2 separate regions of the Zea mays genome follow, and region 2 is linked to region 1. A link is a contact called in public Hi-C data. All regions are on one chromosome and are shown on one strand. Each heading gives the region's core, a stretch centred on a gene start, on an enhancer-like site or on the middle of the called end of the contact. The rest is flanking DNA. Distances are from core to core; before and after follow the strand shown. Region 1 holds the start of LOC100501077. Region 2 holds the start of LOC100282101.

Region 1 (3,658 bases), core at 768-3,267:
GCGAATCAGCTTTATTTTTTCCATATGGAACAAAGCTCTCTTGATTTCATCCTTATAGAAAGGTCTACAAAGATTATAATTGCCAATCTCATCCAAATTGTCTACATTATCCCAAATATCATCATCTATTTGAAACAAGTTGCCTGGGACATGGCCAAAAAGATCAGAGTAGTACATGGTAGCATGCTCTACCAAATTATCTTATCCTTCAATTCCCTTGACATCCTCTTCAAAAACTCAATATATATATATTCCTTTTTTTGCCATTGGCAACTCTATGGAAAATTTCATTGTTACCATCGCCCTTAAAAAGCCAAGTTTCATGATATCTCTGTTTCAGTAAATCTACTCTTCCTCCATCATCATCATATTTTAACCTAACATCCTGACTTTTTGTTCCGTCTAGGGGCCATTTAGGCCCCTCTCCTCCTCAATCCGCTCCAGCTCGGCTAACCAAAATTGGTTTTGATTGTTCCTTTTTTTTCCTTTTTCTACCTTTTTCATTCCAGTCCTAGCTTTTTAGAAACTATTTGCAAAGCTCCAGCTTTTGCTGAACTTTATCAAGAGCACTCTTAGTTCTACAAGGCTTCCCCCCAGATTCTTTCTATATTTTCCAAAAACTTTGGATGGGAGAGCCAACCAATTTCAAAATGAAAGACAGATTGTTTATTATCATTCACTGTTTTAGTTAACATGACTGGGGGGCTGTGGTTAGATAATTCCCGAGGGAGCTTTCTAACGTGGACCAAAGGATAAATGACCTCCCACTATTTGCTCGTAAAAATAGGGTTGGGTCATTTTGTGGCTATTTGACCAAATGAAGCCTCCACCAGGCATCTGGATCTCTATCAATTCATACTTATGAATCAAATCATTGAAACGGTCAGAATGCTTATGCATACCACCTTTTTATTTTTTTCATTAGAAATATATGATTAATTGAAACGATTTTTGAAACTTGTACACATTTAAAAAACACAAATGCAATCAGTGTAAATGGAACAACCAACTCTATACTCTATGATTAATTGATTTAATTTAGAAAACAATGTTTATCTAAAGTAAAATTCCAACCATATTATTAAGGCTCTCTTTGGAAGCACCAAGTTTTTAAGAAGCTGGTTTATAGAATTTGAGGTGGTTTCAAACATACCAGTTTATAACTCAGTTTATAGAAATTAGACGCTCAGTTCCTTAAAAACCAAGAAGTTGGTCTCTTCTAGCTAAAAGATAAAATATGGTTCTTAAAAACTGGGTTGCTTTCAAACATAGCCTAAGAGCATCTACAAGAGAGGCTTTAAACATGATCCTATTTTAAATATATGGCTTAAAACAATAAAACATCCTTCTAACAACGACCCTAATTTATAAAATTTCATCAAAGGATTATAAGACTCGTTCTCTCGGATCCTAAATATAGTATCCCATATACTGGAGCCATATCTTCATTTTCACTTATTTTCCAACTATTTATTTTCTAATAATATGATTTATTTGCTAAATAACATTATTTAAAACCTGACTGTTGGAGTAAACATTTTTTTGAACCCTACATATATTCAATATGGTTCTATTTTAAAATTTTCGACTCTATTTTAGGGTTTATTGTTGGAGATGCTCTAAGAGTACACAATAATCTAGAAAAACTGAGAACTCATAGTTTTAATTGTCCTCCATGTGAACACCCAAATTCCAAAAGAAATATGATGCGACGAAAATTCCTATGAAGTGGATCTCGGACTTGAAGTTAAGTTATATTTTTATTTATTTATTTATTTTGCAAAATATACTAATACCTTCGAATGTGGGCCGATCTTATGCCCAAATCTCGAATCCCGAACACCAACTCAGTCCAACCTAGCCCATGGGCCATGTAACACCACCACAGTTGCCTGCTGCGCGGGAAGCCGTTGCCCATTGGCGCCAAAATTTCCCGCCACTCCCGCCTGCCCGCTCCACCACCTCCCCGTCATAACATCCCACACCGCTCCATTTCTCCCGCCCCCGTCTGCCCTCCGCCCCCTAAACCCTAGCCGTTTCCCATAGCCGCTCGCCCCAGCCTCCTCTGCCCAGAGACTTTTCTTTGCGGCCGAAATGGTAAGCGCTCGAGTTCTCCGCCTCGTCCTCCTACCGCGCTTGCGTCGCTGCAAGATCTGATCTCCTCTTGCTGTGGTTTTGTGGCGTTTTCGTCGTGCAGGATGACTCGGAGAACAACGCACCCTCGACGCCGGGGTCCCCCGGGTTCAGCACCGACCGGCTGCCACCCAACACCACCACCAGCCGCGGCGCCACCGACCCGTCATCTTACTCCGACGACGATGGCGAAGCTGAGGTCGATCCTCACGTGCTACCCGATGACGACGACCCCGCCGCTGTAGCGGCTCCCGACGAGGACGAGGAGGGGGAGGACCTCTTCAACGACAACTACCTCGAGTAAGCCAACTCGAATCTGACCCGGCCAACTGGGGCTGGTATTTCGGGGATATGCTGTGGGTTTTGGGGCGGTTCGGTAATTGGGACCAGGGGATCTAGTAGATGCCGTGGGTTGATTAGCAGATGCGATGGTTTTTGGCCTGTGGTTTGGTGAGATATCTGCGGTTCAAGGATTTGTTATGATTTACCTCATAATGTAGGCAAATTGTGGCATTTAGAGAAGAAATGGTCAATTTATTGACTAAATTTGTTAAAAAGTCAACTAATTAGATTGTCCTCGGCGGAATGATATTGTACTTATTAGGTAATTGTAGGAGAGTAGCTAACTGAGAGACTTAACTAATATTTGCTGGATTGATTGAAATGAACTTAAATCTACTATGTTTTATTGAAAACAACCAACTTTTAGTTCTTGGTTGTGCATCCAAATTTGCTAAATTTATCGGTCTGAAGGAAACCCACTTAATCCATCTCGAAATTTGCTAAATTGAAGTGCCTTGCATGACTCTCTGCCCATAAACGCAGATACCCAGGCACACCATCTTCGACGAGAGATTTATCAAGTGGCTCTGCTGCCTTGATACGAATTTATGTTTAACTTACACATTGTTAGTTAACTCAAGTTACTGTATGTTCCCAAAATTGGGAATTTGGACTTGCACACTTTGCTTTGAGGGTCGCTGTTGGAGCTTTTATATGATTGCGATGAATGATCCAATATATCTAGCCAACACAAACCATATCTGCTGACTGTCAGTTTTGTTTTTTTGTTTCCACATTCACTCCTTTTTTCCTGATTGCAGTGATTACCGAAGGATGGATGAGCATGATCAATATGAGTCAGTTGGTTTAGATGATTCACTCGAGGATGAGAGGAATCTTGATGAAATCATGGCTGATCGAAGGGCCGCGGAAGCGGAGCTTGATGCAAGGGAAGTGAGGACTGGTGCAACAGCTGATAGGAAGCTGCCACGAATGCTCCACGATCAGGGTAATGGCTCCAAGACAAGAGATAGTTCCTGTTGGATATTAGAGCAAATATGTTATTTTGAACTTATGTTCTTGATTAAACTACCAAATGAATATTTGATATTGAACTTATGTTGCATCTTTGGGCTCTTGTTCTGTTGTATCTGCTTCTTTAGTGATTGGTTTTGTGCTTGACTAACCACATTCTTCTTTGGTGATTTCAGTGTGGTTAACGCTTTGTAAAAATCTCATTTTT
Region 2 (3,979 bases), core at 728-3,227, 220 kb before region 1:
TTAGCTAACTGCACCAATGGGGACCCTGAGGAGAGCTGTTGCTGAGATGCAGATGGAGAATTTTGAAATGTGATTGGTCGTGGGCAATGTGTTTCATGTCGCTGTTAATTTGCGTCTCAGGAATGGAGCTTCAATTTCGATGGGACCAGGTCGCAACATTCGTTAAGCAGCCAGATGGCTCCCCTGTTCGGCTAGAGAGGACGATATTGCTGCTTCCGCTACTTGATATATGACATTGTAAGTGTGTGACTGTCGTCACAGATATCTATTGATGTGATTGAAATACATATGTATGGATGCATTTTTAATGTTTGCTTGTATGGTCTGCATTGTAAGACTACCAATGGCACATGCACTTTGTTTCTGTGTTGATCCATATTTTGACAGATCAATGTACAACCGTTCATTGTTTCTTATGTGTGAGAACTGAAGTATATAACTAATTCATCAAGTGTTTGGCACTTTTCTAGGATCAATGTATTCCCTCTATATGATGATTGATTAAACCTCTACTCTGAACTGCAGATTGCAACATACTTTGTGTTTCTATGAATATATATGTGATGTCTTTTCCTCCCAGCTGTTTTTGGATTGATTTTCTACAATTTATTGTGTTATTAGTGGTTTTGTTGCCATTATGGTAGCTAATTTTATTTACAAGCTGGTACTATATGATGATTCAACTAATTAACCATGCTACTTATGTAAGAAGCGTATCGTTCCTACTTTTGCAGATAGTCTTCTAGCTGTTTGCTTGTAAATTTGTTTTTTCCGGTTCTAAATATCTTGTGAATCATTTATATTCTCATTTTATATATCTATACTTTCCATTCCTACTTTTGCAAATAATCTTCTGTCTGTTTGCTGGTAAATTTGTTTTTCCAATTCTAAATATCTTATGACTCATTTATATTGAGCAGGTGTTTACAAATAATGTTCTCATCGGCTCATACTCATGTGGTCTTTTAAGCCCTGCCTCTACATGGACGCCGACCTCGCTTCCGTGGTCACAGCGCTTCGGACCTGCACCGATGTCGCACACGTGCTCCTGCAGTTCCGCCTCGCCTGGTGCGACAAGCTCGTCTCGGACGCCCGCTCCGTCAAGGGCATCTGCTTCGACCTCTTCATCATTAGGGGTGGAAACATAGCTTTCAATGCATTCTGGAGGTGCGCGATGCAATCAATATTATCCATGCTTGATAAATGATGACAATGGTGATGGTCATGATATATGGTTAATATTGTATTGATTTTTTTCCGAGTTTTAGGCTGAAATGTTGTTTGCTTGAATGGAGATATTTCATTGTTCACTTGGTTCTTGTGACAGAGTTAATTACCTTATTTCAGTGCTTTCTTAGTACTTTTTTGAGATTTGAGTTGTAAATAACACTTCCCCAATCGTGCTGTCATTATAACTCAATAAAAAATTATTAAAATCATATATAAAAGTCTATATGTTACTAATGATTGTAATGTAATGGTGAAATAGCTAGATTAAAATAACAAAATTTATGTATGAGTAGGATCATAAATGGATTTCGAAACATTTTCTCATAACAATACTACACACATTTGTACATAAATTATCGTACATAAATTATCGTGTTATTATACGTTTCCGTTGCAACGCATGGACACTCAACTAGTAACTCTAAAATTTGCTTCAGAGTTTAGATTGACTTCTTATAATTAATGATGGTAGCAAATAAATGACTCCAAGCTCTATATTTATGTTGTTTTCTTAGATTTTCGTAGTAGTAAAAGAGTTAATTAAAAAAATTTATACCGTATATCTGAAAACTCTATAAACTTTATAACTCTGAAGTTAAATTGTTTGGCTGACTCACTATTTGTCGGAGTTTTGTTGAGTTATGCGAAACACGCTCTAAAATTGGGAGGGAGGTTCCAACCGTACGGGTCCCACTAAAAGCAGCTTAATAAAGCAAAATAAAAATGAGAAACAGCAAAGAAAAACACAAGACCTCCTATTCACCATGCCGACCGAAGAGGGTTCCGACGGCGGTGGCGGCGCCGGAGCCGGAGCCGGGGAGAAGAAGAGCTCGCAGGCGCCCGCAAAGCCTGGAGCGTGCGGCGCCGCAAAGTTCCTCGCGGGGTTGCCGTCGCGCGGCAACTTCTCTTCCGGCTCCGCCCCCTCCAATCTGGTACGGACCCTCACACTGGAAGCCCCCAATGGCTACTTTCTTCGCGCGCACTGTGAGGCGCCTCGATTTGCGCGGCAAAGTGTGTTTTAAGCCCGTTCTTTCTACTGTGATCTGCGCAGGGAGGGTTCAGGGTTTACGTCTGCGAGCACAGCACAGATCCCCCAGGTCAGTGGAGTTCCGTTACGATTCTCTCAAGAATCAACGAGATCTCGCCTTACATTTCTCATTTCTCTTTGTTTGCTAGTTCTTTTTATTATTTTATGAATTTGATTGTTCTATTGGTGTTAATGTTTTTCTGTGCTCAAATCCATGAAATGTTTTTGCTCTAGGGTGTAATGGTTTGCTCTCTGGACTGAAATTGTAATGTCGCTTGTATTGTGTTCTGGAGAAATTGGACATGCTTATGATGCTTAAAATATGTTTTATGCACTTCGGTAGTGTATAAATAAGTAAACTTTAGCCCTAGCAATTCTCGTTTTGCTTTCCATGGTGGGTGAAAGCTTATGTTGTTCTTTTTCCATGGAAGGTGTGCATAGAGTTCTCAGAGTACCTGTCTAATTACAATGACTTGCTATTTGGTTTACTGGATTGCTATTTGGATTAGAAATGGTAATGTTATGCTTAATATACTCAAAATGTATGTGACTTGATATGCTAGTGCTTATGCTTCAAAGCATAATTTGTTAAATACACTGCTAGTTTGAAACGTTCTCAGTGTTGATGCGTTCTTGAGACTATGCATAACAAAGCTGTTGGCTTTAGCTTCTTGTCACTTCCTTTATGAAGCAGTATCAGTTGAATGCTTAAAAACTGATGATCTGTTCATCCAGTTGGTTTTTTCCCACTTTCTACGTGGCAGAAACTCAAGAGTGACATCTTCACGATCCAAGTTCTTCAGTGACATTTTAATGCTTTGCATGATATATTGAATTTTTGTATGCATGATCTTGTTGCTTTTGTCTTGTATTATATTCATTTTTTGGTCAGTCTTTGCTTGTTTGTTCTGATGGCGGAAATATTGCTATGAATCTTTCATTCGTGCAAAATGTCATATTCTAGGGCTTCTTAAAATTTCTTTCTCTGATTTTAATTAGTGTTCCAGAGCATTATGGTCCCAGTTGAAGTATTATGGATGGAATTTTGTACTGATAATGCATAGTAGATCTAATAATTTGGAATTAGTTGTGAAAAGTACCGTTATGGTTGTTCATTTGATATGTTAGAATACAAGTGAATTTCCTACCTCTCTCCATCAGCTTAAGCTTTTGGGTTGAAGGTTAGTGCATGCAACTCAATACTTTATTTGGGAAAAAAAGTTGAGCCAACTTGCAGTGTCTCAAGTACTATGCAAAACTATATATATTTGTGGCGTTCCACTTTGTTAATAATGGTACATGATAGACACAAAAAAATGAGTGACATCTGTTAGATATGTCTTTTGCTTCTTTAATTTGTTTATGTTTATTCAATATATAGAGGGGTTTCTCCATGTTACCACAGCTGTTAATGCCTATATATTTGTGCCTGTTGCTCTAATCCTTTATACAATTGATACATAACAATACCTACAACGAACATGGTTTGTTTGTACCAATGTAAGTCTTTAATTTGACTGGTTAATCTCTTTGTTATTTTAGAAGGACAAGTTATAAAGACGGATTCAACGAATATTTTAATCAGGCATCTCCAGTTGAACAAGCAGAAGACTGAGGGCAAAGATGTGGATTCCAGAACTGTCGGCGAAAACAACAGAGGGAAAAGGTAAATAACAAAATCATGAAACTATTTGATACAAACGTTCTTTGCTTGTGGTTGTA

The links. A called contact is a pair of places that touch in the nucleus more often than the background predicts.
Region 2: a contact with region 1 is called in a Hi-C map of leaf, with 4 times the contacts expected there. The contact joins the promoter of LOC100282101 here to the promoter of LOC100501077 in region 1. A contact is called at or near these places in 3 of 25 Hi-C or Micro-C datasets (ear, endosperm and leaf).

The regions. Positions count from the first base shown.
Region 1 is chr4:20,279,015-20,282,672 of Zm-B73-REFERENCE-NAM-5.0, reverse strand. It overlaps LOC100501077, which reads left to right and starts at 2,017. Exons shown (of 17, transcript NM_001322403.1): 1 at 2,017-2,097; 2 at 2,198-2,433; 3 at 3,237-3,424. The coding sequence starts at 2,095.
Region 2 is chr4:20,500,624-20,504,602 of Zm-B73-REFERENCE-NAM-5.0, reverse strand. LOC100282101 reads left to right here and starts at 1,977. Exons shown (of 6, transcript NM_001155014.1): 1 at 1,977-2,162; 2 at 2,282-2,327; 3 at 3,800-3,923. The coding sequence starts at 1,995.